Linked DNA regions of Mus musculus: region 1 is linked to region 2. Evidence: chromatin contacts called from public ChIA-PET data. All regions are on one chromosome and are shown on one strand. Each heading gives the region's core, a stretch centred on a gene start, on an enhancer-like site or on the middle of the called end of the contact. The rest is flanking DNA. Distances are from core to core; before and after follow the strand shown.

Region 1 (6,725 bases), core at 3,817-6,316, 290 kb before region 2:
AACTTGCATATGCTAACTCTCAGAACTCTTCCTAATTACACACAAGGCATATTTAGCCGGAAGCATTTTGTATTCTTGTTATAGCTACCATTCAGGTACTAGAAACCATGAGAAACAACAGTAGACATTAGATCATCTCAAGGCAAGTGAATCTGAAGACTGCTCTTTTGAGGTGTGTGGTCCCCCCTTGAGATTCAGTGGAGAACAAATATGCACTGGACAGTGAATTAATACAGTCAACAGCATGTCCATTCCCTTTGGGAGAAGACAGCAGGACAGCTCTGGAAAAGCCATTCATTTGCCAGCAGAGAAAAGTTGCTATGGAACTGTCCAGTTTCTTCCTCCTTACCAAACCTGCCTGGAGAAGGACAACATTCAATGAAGGGTCTTCTGGCCCATCCCCACACCCAGAAGAAAGTTGTTTTCCAATTTCCCACAAACCACTCATATCTATGCACTTAACTTGGCTGCCACTCAACATCCAGGATTGTATAAATCAAAATTGTCCGTTTACCTCTACCTCCTCCACTAGGACCAAAGCTCAGAGAACTCAAGAACCTTGGATATCACTTCCACATTTCAAGTCGAACATAGGCTACATACACATTCTAATGTCCACTAAAGGCAAAGATGAAGTCAGAAAATAATATAAACAAACAAACAAACAAAAACCATGGAGGCAGCAAGATGGCGGAGACTTCCCACCAAGCCTGACAGCCTGAGTTTGCTTCCTAGACTCCACACAGTAGAAGAGAGGAACTGACTCCCACAAGGTGTTCACTGACCTCCTCATATGCACTATGGCATGAGTATACCCCGACATGAAAACATAACATTTTTAAATATAAGTAAGTGAATTTTTACAGGTTTCTTTTTTAATTTTTGTTTTTACTTGTATGGGATTTTTTCCTGCATAATGTCTATGTACCACATACATGCTTGGTGCCCACAGAAGCCACAGAGAGTGGTGGATCCCGAGACTGGAGTTACATAGTTGTAAGTTGCCATGTAGGTGCTGGGAATCAAACCTGGGTCCTCTAAAAGAAAAGCTAGTGCTCTTAACAACTGAGCCACGTCTCTAGCTCCTAAATAAATAAAACTTAGGTGGTGGTTTGATTGACCCAGGGAGTGGTACTATTTGGAGAAGTGTCCTCAGTGGAGTAGATGTGGCACTGTTGGAGTGAGTGTATCCCTGTTGGGGTGGACACTTATCCTAGCTGTCTGGCAGCCAATTTTCTCCTAGCAGCCTTCAAATGAAGATGTAGAACTCTTGGCTCCTCCTACACTGTGCCTGCCTGGAAGTTCTCTCTCTGATAATAATGGACTAAGCCTCTGAACCCATAAGCCAGCCCCAATTAAATCTTGTCCCTGTAAGTGTTGTCTTGGTCATGGTGTTTGTTCCCAGCAGTAAAACCCTAACAAAGACAACTTACAAATAAAAGCTGTATTTCTCTCTATTGCTACATATCCAGATAAACAAATGGATGGGGCAGAAAGGATGGCTCAGCAGGTAAAGCATTCACTGTGTAAGCATAAAGACATTAATGGAGATTCCCCTGAACTTGAAAACCCACATATAATGACTATAATTCAAGGCTGGAGAGAAGGGGGGAGGGAAATCCCTAGAGGTCACAGACCAGCCAATCTATCTGAATCAGTGAGGTCCAGGTTCAGTGAGAGATAGTCTCACAAAATAAGGTGGAGAGCTATCAAGAAGGTCAACCAACATTTACCTCCAGTCTCAACACATATATACAATATACACATTCATGTACACACACACACACACACACACACACACACACACACACACACACACACACTAGCAGATATACAGAATGAAAACACACACACACATCATGTGAACTAAAAGAAGCACTCAGAAAAAATTCCTCCATAAGGAATGGATCATATATTACACAGTGACTTTTGAATTCAGATTTCAATTACCAAGTACACAGACATTTCTTTTGAGAAATTTCAAAAGAAAGGGCAGCCATCTATTGTCAGAAGATTCTAGGAACTGAATTTCAGAGTGATATAGGGAAGGATGGAAAAAGACACATAGAATGGAAAGAAGTCCACTTTGAGCATCACTTGGATTCTTTTTTTTTTTTTTTTTTAGTTGACACAGAACCCCATGTAGAGCAGAATGACCATGAACCCCTGTTCTTCCCACCCACCCCTCTTCCTCTTCCTCCTCTTCTTCCTCTTCCTCCTTCTTTTCTTCTGCCTCTTCCTCCTGCTCAGGGCTAGGATCTACGAGCACTACTTCTAAAGATGGGAATTATTATGGTGAACACACACACACACACACACACACACACACACCAGTCATCTATTCAGAACTAACAAGCAATTTTATCATAGCCACACACACCATCAACATAACTTCTGCTGCATTACACCAAGGGAAAGTTACGGTGATTTACTACTGTACATTTCACAGGCTAGTTACGAAATTCACCCATAATATTTATTACTCAAAATGTCTTTTGAATCAAGGCAACAGTGACCCAGACTATGCCATAGCCCCAGCCCTAGAGAGTGAGACATACGCCATAAAAAGCAAAGCTTGATTTTACACGTGACGGCTTAGCATCAAGCACTTCTATGTCAAAAGATAAATGGGACCAATAAAAAGGCTTATTACAGAGGCTACCGACAGACCAAAAAAAAAAAAAAAAAACAGCATGACCCAGTGCCAACTTCCCAAAGCAATTCTCTGGGCTTAATTTTATATTTATTGTTTTATAACTTTTCACATGATGAAATCTCTCTAAATGAGGCCTTTTGGTATTTTTCAACTCCAGAACATCCCTTTTTCCAACCATAACTGCTTTACCTTTTTTAAACCAGCAAAAACATTCATCTTCCTCTTGTCCTCAAATCGAAGCTGCCCCTTATCCCAGCACTCTGGCTTTCTATACTTGATGAGCAACTGTTCTTACTGTCTTCCTGGCCTCGGTCCTCTTCTACCGTCCTCCAATGACAGCGCCCCAAGGCTTTCCTGAGGTTCACGAGTACTTTCTGCCTGCAGATCTCAGTTCTGCTATTTTCTAGTCAGTCTGTGAACTGCTTGTGTATCTGGTGAGCAGGTGACCGAGAAACTGACAAGCAGTTGAAGAAAGGACAAGAAGACCCTGTGTAATGCTGGAAGCCCTAGGACAGACAACACAAAACCATGAACAAGGAAGAGTCCAGAGAATAAGGCAGGCATTCAAGGGCTAGTCCCCCCACTGTCTAGCCCAGTGGCCATGGGGAAGGCGCCCTGACAGAAAGAAGGCTTGGGTCTCCTCGAAATGCACATGGTGAGTTGCCTGCCTCAGATTCCTGGTGAAATGTTTTGTCAACTTGACACAAATTGCAATTGCCTGGAAAGAGAAACCTCAATTGAGAAAATGCCTCCATCCTAATGCCTTGAGGCAAATCTGAAAGGCATTTTCTTGATTAATAATTAATGAAGGACAATCCAGCCTACTGGGGTTGTGCCATTCACTGGCAGGTAGCCCTGGGTTATAAGAAAGAAGGCAGAGCAAGCCATGAGGAGCAAGTCAGTAGGCAGCATTCCTTCATGCTCTGCACCATTCCCTTTTTCAAGGTTCTACCTTGAGTTCCTCCTACCCTGATGTCCCATCATGATGGTCTACAACTGTAAGCTAACATATAGTATCTCCTCTCCAAGTTGCTTTTGGTCATGGTCTTCATCACAATAGAAAATCAACTAAGACAGATTTGTAGTACATTTGTAAGAGAATAGGGTCTTCATAAATAGGAACTCATGCCATAGAAGGCCTAAAGAAGGAACTACCTACAAACCAAGATGCTGGCCCTCATTAGACTCTACATTTGCAGCACCTTTTCTGGGTTCCAGAAATACTTGCTGCTTAAGCTTCTAAGACTATATAGCATTTTTGTTAGAGCAATATGAATGATCTATAATATGTCATAAGGAATAACAGAGTTAATACATGCCCAAACACCTAGAAAGATGCCTTTAAACACGTCAAACATTCTCCATGTCAGAGATTAATATTTATGAATGGATTAACCCTTTAAAGCTCCCAACTCACACTAATGAAAATTGTAAGTTATTAATAAAATATGGAGCTTAAAAATATTTTAGGGCCAGGCAGTGGTGGCACATGCCTTTAATCCCAGCACTTGGGAGGCAGAGGCAGGCAGATTTCTGAGTTCGAGGCCAACCTGGTCTACAGAGGGAGTTCCAGGACAGCCAGGGCTATACAGAGAAACCCTGTCTCGAAAAAAAAAATTAGCATTTCCCACAAACCCACACAGATGCCACTGCCCATCTCTAGTTATACTGACTTAAGTACATGTTTGAATTTAAGTAGTACTGTATATAATCCACTTAAAAAACCTACAAAGTCATACTAGCCAGGTGGCTCCATGCTAAAGGCACCAAGCCTGGTCACCTGAGTTCAGTCCCCAGGACTGACTCTCACAAGCTGTCATCTGATGTCCACATCCATGGAGACAGAGAAACAGACAGACAGACAGACACACATATGAATAATATAAATAAGTTATATTTTTTTAAATCTACAAAGTTAACTCAAAATACATAAAAGTCTCATTTTTAGTTTTTTTTAATTAATTAATTAATTAATTAATTAATTATTTATTATAAATACATTGTAGCTGTATTCAGACACACCAGAAGAGGGCATCAGATCTCATCACAGATGGTTGTGAGCCACTATGTAGTTGCCAGGATTCGAACTCAGGACCTCTGGAAGAGCAGTCAGTGCTCTTAACCACTGAGATATCTCTCCAGCCCCTCATTTTTAGTTTTATGAACCCTATTTATTTTCTGCTGTAACAGGAAAAGATCGCGCTGTATTTAGTTTTATTCTGAATTCTCAAATCATAATCCCTAAACGTGGAGATAAAACAGAAAATCAGAACAAGACTGGGGGGAAAAAATCAAGGTTCAGGAGGAGTGGAAAGCGAACAGGAACTGGAGCTCACAGGAGAAAGCTAACCACACTTGCAGAGTCCCCTCCCCTCTTCTGGCTAGGCCCAGTCTCCTAAAACCCAGAGGAAAACCACAGTCTGGTTTCCTGGGCGGGGCAGAAACCCTATTCACTCAGAGGAACCAGAACTACAGTGTATTTCATGTGTCCATGAAAAGGCTCAGACTTGAGATAGTGAGGGCTGAGGAAAGATGATACGCATAGAAAATTTCAGAGTTACGTGTCACACTTGGAGCATCAAAGGAAGGCAGAAAAGACAGAAAGGCAGATGTCTATATGTCACTTGGAGACACACGGACAGAAAGCTGGGAATGGGTGGTGTGGGCTCCTATCCAGAGAAGCTGCTTACCCTGTAGGCTCAGTGTGCTTTCATCTAGAGCTGAACAGGAAGGCAGGGTGATTGTACACAGCTGGATAAGGAGGCAGGGTTACTGAAGTCAGAGAAAGGAGAAGGCAGAGTTTATGGTAGAGCAAGGAGACAGGTTTAGTGAACCTCCATAGGATCAGTCTCTTTAGGGGAACAGTCTGCAAAAGCTGTCAGTGCGCTCATTTGGTCCCCTGAGTGAAGTTCACCATCCCTCTGAGTCTCATGGGGTGGGGTGAAGCATGGCTGGGACAGGGGCTTTGCCATTCCTTTGGGGTTCTTGGCATGGCTGTGCCCCTGGCAACAGCGCACACATATTCAGGACTTCACCCACTCAGAGCTTCCTCCAGCCCCTAGAGTCACAAAACCACAAGTGTTCAAGAACATTCTTGAACCTTTTTTTTTCTGAGACCCTATCCTGTACATCAACATAAAACAGAGAATTGATCTGTAGTAAGAAAGCCACCTCACCCGCAGCAGAAATTCATCTAGAAATGACCCTCCCCAGGACTCTACAATACCCTACCTCACTCCCCAGTCTTCTCCCTGCTGACAACAGTGTGTCACAGGCTCTGCAAAGACATCCATTCTGGTTTTGCCTACAACAGTGGCAATCAGTGAACAGCGTCAGGTAAGTTAATCCTCCCTCAGTCTCACTGCAGGACCTGCACAGCAGACGTTCTACTGCTACCGTGTGGTCAGGACTTTGAACCGTGGCCCATGATGGCATTACCACTGCATTACTTTTGAGTGCACTGTAGAAAGAGAATGACTCTTTAAGGAGCCATGAGCTCCCCATTAGCAAGGTTATCATGACAGTAGGCACCTCTACAGTGAGATGGTACAAAAAGTAAATAAAAAAAATAAAGAACAAAACAAAAACACAAACCAACCAAGCAACCAACTGCAAACTTTTACAGCTTTTCTGAATGTATCCACAAGCCTCGGCTGGTGCAACTTAGCTCTCTGCAAGGGAAGTGTCAAAATTGAAAATTAATTGGCTGCGCCCCAGGTTCTGAGAATCAAAAGTGGGAATCTCTGCTCCCCACTCACCATTCCCTCTGTGGCATAACTTGACTACATAAGTATACAGCATTTCTTATGAGAAGGAAAAAAACCCAGATGACCTACTGTGTTTTACATTCGTGGTGAGCAATATAGAAAGAATATAAAAAATAAATGAGGCAGAGTTTTCAAAATGTTCTGATCTAGGGAGGAATACTAGATTATACAGAATAGTGTAGAATTCACCCAATGCTCGGTGGAAAAATTCTTATCATAGCAGTAAATGGGCTCAACCCAATGAGATCAGTAACACTGGAGGATGCTGGGTACAATGATAACTGCTCTAACAAGAAAGAAAT
Region 2 (5,927 bases), core at 2,766-5,265:
GGGCAGCTCTCTGGGAGGCCTGCCACAGCCCCACCTTCTCCAGAGGCAGGGTGACTCAGCATTTCCTATTATTATGAAGGCCAAACCCAGGAGGCCCTATCAAGGGTGACTGCTGCAAAACCATACTGTTTTCCTTCTGGCTCCTGGTACATTCTCTGTCTGTGGTGTAAAAGGTTGTTCCAGAAGGGATGTGTGCAGCTCATCGCAGCATTTGATGGCACTTATGGTACTTTATGACTTTTTTAACTTTGGGCTAATGCTAGCTTCTTTTGTCAGTTTTGACCCATAATAAAGTACCGTTTATTGGTGATCCCTAGGTGCCAGTGTAATGTGAACAATTTACAAGGACATTTTTCGTACCTCTCCGAAGCTGACGGTAAGGTAAGGATTACCATGTCTATTTGCAAATGAGAAACTGGAGGCTTAGTGATGTTATGTTATGTGATATTTGAAGAGAACCCCACCCCCCCACGAATGGGCTGAATAACTCAATTGGGGTCTTTCGTAACCGCTGGTGGGACTGTCCCAAGCTGATTATCAGGAAGCAGCCCTGACCTCCAGTTAGTTATTTTTAAGGGCAAACAAATAAACGAACAAAACCCTCAGTTGCTCTCAGTACACCTGCTATAAGCCAGCACTGTTTACAGAAGCCAGCAATAATAGCACTTGAATGATCAGGGAGTTAACCTTTAGCTCAGAGGCACCTTGTGTAGGAATTTGGAGCTGGTGAAGAGACCAGTTTTACTCAAGATAGTTTTAGCACAAAACTATCTCTAGGACTACTTCCATGAGCTAGCATAGCAATAGTTCAGTGCCCACTACAGTTACATTGTTCAAGGACTAAGAGAACTGACCGCCTAATAGCTCCTCAAGGTGAACATGTGTTATTACCTCCATTTTCCAAGTTTGAATTCTGTAGATTTACTATAGGTCTAGATTCTTCCAGTCACTTAAGACAGGAGGGTATATACTGCAGACTAGATAAGCATACAGCACACTGTGTGCCCACCGTCTCTTACTCTCTGAAGTTAGACATTTACAGTAACTGAGTGCAATGGCAGAGGTAGGGCATTGCTTTCCAAAAGTTAGCAGCTGTACACATTGTTGTCAGAATCAAACTCACTGATGGCAAAGGATTGCTATTGCTTCTTTCCTTATCCTTACCTGTAGGTATGTAGAAAGTGACCTTTATGTACTGCACTGAGAATGTGTAAATAGAGAGGCGAGGGTGACTGAGGCAGTCTCTCCTGAAGACTGATACTCTTTCCTATATAAGTGATGTCTCTTACTTTGCCAATTGGAGACTAGGAAGGAATGGCTCTGAGATGAACGTGGCTGGGGGTGTAGTCAGGTCAAGGTGGGAAGCTTCAGTGTTTACAAAGCTGGTGGGTTATCTACATTTCCCAACCTGCCTGCTTTCTTTCTCTCTAAATTGCCTTTTTCCTTTCTTTCAGCTGTGTAAGCAGATGTATCCTGGATTTAAGACTAAAATTTGGAGGCTTACGCCTCCAAATGTAAAAGAATCTCTTTCTCTGTTGCTGGTGTTGTCAAACAAACTAGATATTCTTCCTTTGAGGAAAACAAAGTGAAGCAAAACCACTCTGCAGTTCTAAACTTCTTCATACTTAGCACTCTAACTTCATGACTTTCATTTACTTATTTTTATTTTTTTAAATAAGATCCTGACCACGAAATTCCATACCAGCCCTAAACTACCGTTAAACCTGATGAATGCTCTGCTTTAATCTGGTTTGTTCCCAATAACTGTCATGAAACCTGGTTTCTGATTCCAATTCTACTTCACGACTATCCCCCTGCCCCCCTTCTACATTAGCTCTCTGGTTGTTAAGAGGAAAAGTATCGGCTCAGAACCCCCAAGACCAAGTTCTCAGCACAAAGGAGATTTAGTTGCCCCAGAGGGACAAAGGTAGGAGATAGAGGATGAGGGAGAAAGAGAAGGGAACTAGGGAGAGGGAGGAGGGGTGTTTGTCTCACTCTTCACCCCCCCCCCCCCCCGGGGACAAAGGACTGCCTCAGGATAGAGAGGGGAACAAATGTGTCCCATGGGCAAATGGAGGCTTATAAAGGTATGAGGAGAAACCCTGTGTTAGGATGAGGTGTTTAATTTTAACTGGGCATGTTAATTAGGTGAGCCAAGGGGTCTTTTGATTGCTCGACTTCAATACTTTGATAGCTGGATCTTGGTAGTCAGCCTTAGGAGGAAGAAAGTGGCCAACTAAGGGAATGGACCTTGGTGGTTAGCTTGAAGAATGCAATCTAATGATTTTTAGCAAGGCAGAGGGAATGGGGGAGAAGGGCAAGGCCCGCCGGAGCCATGCTTGCCACCCTGGAGCTGGCCAGAGTCCCTTCAGTTGTACTTTCTTCCTTTCGTGGCTAAAACTCTTCCAAGTTTTCCTTGGCTGTGTTGACACATAAGTAGAGGCACCATCATACGCTAGAGGCAGGCGTGTCTGGGAGTTTAGGCAACTCTGACTTCCCTAAAGCTAGTCGCTTGTCCCTTCTTCCTCTTGTTTTCACTGCTGTTTGAAATCAGTGCTGGCCACAGATGGCAAGGCAGCAGAGGTGGCATGAGGAGGATACCAGGGCCACTCTCCAAGTCCCGTATAATAGTGGGACTCCTTCCATTACACCAGCTCAGCAAGTATCCCAAGGGCCTCATTTCCAAAAGCAATTTGCATATATTCCAGAAACAACTTGCAGATTAAAAGCAAAAATGACAATGCAATTCTTGTGGATCCTCTTACTTTTCTGGCAAACATTCTCAGCAGCCTGCATTTATTTATTTATTTATTTATTTATTTATTTATTTGCCTTCCTTTCTTCCATCTACCTATATACTTGGGTACACCCCAGGTCTAAGTTCTCTGCTTTTTGTCCCTCTGTGTTTGGTCACAGAGGATGGCTTATGTGTGACTGGCTCAGTCATTCATTTGTTTGTTTATTCATTCAAAATGATGTGGTGAGGACCTATATTCTGCTAAGTTCTGGGGATACAAAAATGAACGAGATGTGGCTTGCAGGTGCATGGGTGAAATAGGAGAGGGGAAAGCGGCCATAGGCAAGGGCTTTTAACGTGGTATATTGAGTGCCCCAATGGAGTACTGTGTGTGTGGTTACAGAGGAAGTCCTGGCTTGAGCGTAGAGAGGTGGGTGTTAGAGAAGGCCTCTACAGTATGTGTGGGTCTGGGGTCATTCAGAGATTCCCCAGTCTGAGTGAGCATTAATAAATATCGACAAAGAAGAGCCTTTTATTCAGATATTGGTGCCAGGTCTATACCTGGACTTGGGATTCGCCAATGCTGGGCCCATCCACCTCCATCAGGGGTTTATAAAGGCAGAGAATACAAAGTTACAAGCTTTTGTTTAGAAAACAGAAACAGCAATAAACAAACAAACAAACAAAACTAAACCTCATTAAAACTTAACATTTAGAGGTCTAATTTTGCTTCATAGCTTCCTTAAGCATAGAGATTTTAAAATTTTAAACATAAAGTTACCCATCAGCATACCCGAAAAGGCAGTATTATAAAGAGGGCTGTGGAAAAGGAGGATTTTAGTGGTCTAAGTCAGAAAGCAGAAACTTAGATGTGAGAACTTTCAAAGAATTAACAAAGGTTTCTGGGCACTTTGCAAAGGCTAAAGCCAGATCCTGAAAACTACAGGTTTAAGGCAAGATCACAGAAGGCCCTAGGAAGTGTCTGTCATAGAGTCAGACCCGCAGAGGGAGTATTCTGAGCCATGGGATGAAGAATATAATTCTAAAAAGTCTGGGAGAGTGGAAAAGGCACCAATTTGGAGGGTTTTAGAAGTGGAGTGATCACCAGGTCTCAGGTCCTAACGGTAAGGATGAAGAAAGGAAATGAGTTTGAGAGATGCTTAGGAAATAAAAAGACCTAATGGCTAAAGAGAAAAAATGGAGATCAATCAAGGCCTACCACCATTCTGCGGAAGAACAAGCCGTTCAGCCTTGTGTTACAAAAGCTGGAGCATTCCCGGGCTCTGGCCCAGGGCCAGCCTGTGAGCGCAACAGCCTTGGAGGTTTTGTTCTTACTGCGGTGTGTCTAATCTCTGCTGTCTAATCAACTGGCTTTGACATCAAGGAGACACACCTCTAGGTGAGTCAGATCTCGCCAAGATCAACTGATTTACCTGATGAGGGAGGGAAGTCTCATCCTGAAAGCAGGCAGCACCGCCTGTAAGCTGAGTGGGCGCCTGACAGTTACTAAACAAGAACCATGTACCAAGTGACCTCAGCGCCCAGCCTACTCTGTGAGTCTTGACTACTAACATAATGTGTCGTTTTCTCACCCCTCACTCCCCACCCCCACCCCGATCTGGCTTCCTTCTTAACTCAGGAGAAAACTCCTCCTTCCTTTGGTTGCTTTTGTCCAGCGTGTTGTCAACAGTAATGAGAAAAGTCACAGTGACTGACCCATGAGGTGGTTCTCTGAGACCGTTGAGACTTAGCTGAGCCTCCTGCATGATCCTTTTCAAAGGCTCTGGAGAAGTGGCCCTGAAATTTTTGTCTTCTAAAAATCTATATTTTTTTTCTCTCTGAAAGTGGTCCCAACCCTGTTTCAGTTGGTCTTAACTGCAGACACAAAACCTGAATCCACTCCTGCCAAACCCACTCCCAGCTCTTCCACTATCAGCACCTGACCCCCAGACAGCTGCAGTTCCGTCAGCTCTCTTGATTGCTGGTCATTTTCTCTGGACCCTCCAGCCATCGATCAGCAGTGACTGCTCTCGCTAGTCTCCTTCCCACAGAATCCATCTGACACTGGGCAAACATCACCCTTAACCGTGGCATGTGACCACACTTCAGAATTCTGTTTATTGATGCTGAATCAAAGGCATCTTACATTTTAGAATATAAGCCTTTGGATATTCATTATTCAGGAGTCCCAATATCTGGAATAGAGCCTGTTGTCATCTGCAGTCATAGGGCTGGTCTGACCCATTCCCTCATCATTGTTGTTAGCGACATCGTTACCTGATAAATTACTTCTGAGGGTTCTTCTCTTATCTGAGCAGCTGCTCCGTCATGTACGAGAAATCTAATTTCACTTTCTAAGCTTTTTCTCCTCATAAGACCCCATCTGCTTCGATAGATTCTCATTCAGACACACTAAGACGGTTCTCGTCGTATCAATTTATTATCTCGGTAATCTCAATAAACGTCTCACTCTCACAGTGCTCTTATTTAGGGCTGAGGCATCGCTCTGTTCAGCCTTGTGTTACAAAAGCTGGAGGCCTCTTCCGCTGTGTGTTGATAGTCCTTCAGTTTTATATCGAGCGGGTACTATCACGGGGAAAGTTCTAGAGAAGTAAAATAAAGTTAGGACGTGTTTCCCTCAGAGGACACTTGTGAGTGCTGTGGTGAAGGCCCCTACCAGATTTTTCCTGGGGCTCTTCTTCACACTTCCAGGCCTGTAACATGTTGCTGGTAGAGATCAGAGGCAAAGTGAGGCTTGTGACACCAGCCAACCCACAGGGGGATAACCATCATCATCCCTCAAGAAAGAAAAAGTCATTTCCAACCAGATGTGCTATCGCATGTCACCCATATGACACAAGCAACTGGGAATTGGAGGCAGGAGGATCAAGTGTTCAGCAACATCCTCAACTATGTAGACGGTTCAAGGCCAGCTTAGGCTACATGAGACCTGATTTCATGGCAAAAAGTCCAAACACAAACAACTCATTTCCCAAGGGAAAGCAAAATGAATTTTGTCCTTAGCAGTGCTGAACAGTTGCAGCAGTGTGTGTGTGTGTGTGTGTGTGTGTGTGTGTGTGTGTGTGTGTGTGTAAAAGAGAAAATACTGTTTTCTCTAGCTTTAATCCCTTCCCTATACCAGGTCTTTCAGTGTCTGTGTGGCTTTGGGGATGTGTTATCCTGTGTGTTA

What was found. ChIA-PET counts read pairs in DNA pulled down with a chosen protein or histone mark.
Region 1: a contact with region 2 is called in an RNA polymerase II ChIA-PET map of memory CD8 T cells, with 39 read pairs. The contact joins two enhancer-like sites. A contact is called at or near these places in 5 of 39 promoter capture datasets (the C10 cell line, the HPC-7 cell line, embryonic stem cells and 2 more), 2 of 15 datasets of contacts at CTCF or cohesin (both in the NIH/3T3 cell line), 14 of 484 Hi-C or Micro-C datasets (CD8 T cells, DN2 thymocytes, the G1E-ER4 cell line and 10 more), 10 of 115 datasets of contacts at active chromatin or transcription factors (CD8 T cells, Th17 cells, bone marrow-derived dendritic cells and 6 more) and 2 of 9 other capture datasets (embryonic stem cells and liver).

The regions. Positions count from the first base shown.
Region 1 is chr12:40,534,787-40,541,511 of GRCm38.p6, reverse strand. The region is part of intron 1 of Dock4 (dedicator of cytokinesis 4); the gene reads right to left. Among named protein-coding and RNA genes, the nearest start is that of Dock4, 92 kb to the right of the region's middle. Within about 2 kb of position 5,066, at least 84 of the 459 cell types and tissues checked have an H3K27ac peak or open chromatin away from gene starts, as enhancers often do. A contact at or near this core is called in memory CD8 T cells, where this site is marked.
Region 2 is chr12:40,242,254-40,248,180 of GRCm38.p6, reverse strand. It overlaps Gm40403 (a long non-coding RNA gene), which reads left to right and starts at 45. Exons shown (of 3, transcript XR_872696.1): 1 at 45-226; 2 at 318-381. Within about 2 kb of position 4,015, at least 55 of the 459 cell types and tissues checked have an H3K27ac peak or open chromatin away from gene starts, as enhancers often do. A contact at or near this core is called in memory CD8 T cells, where this site is marked.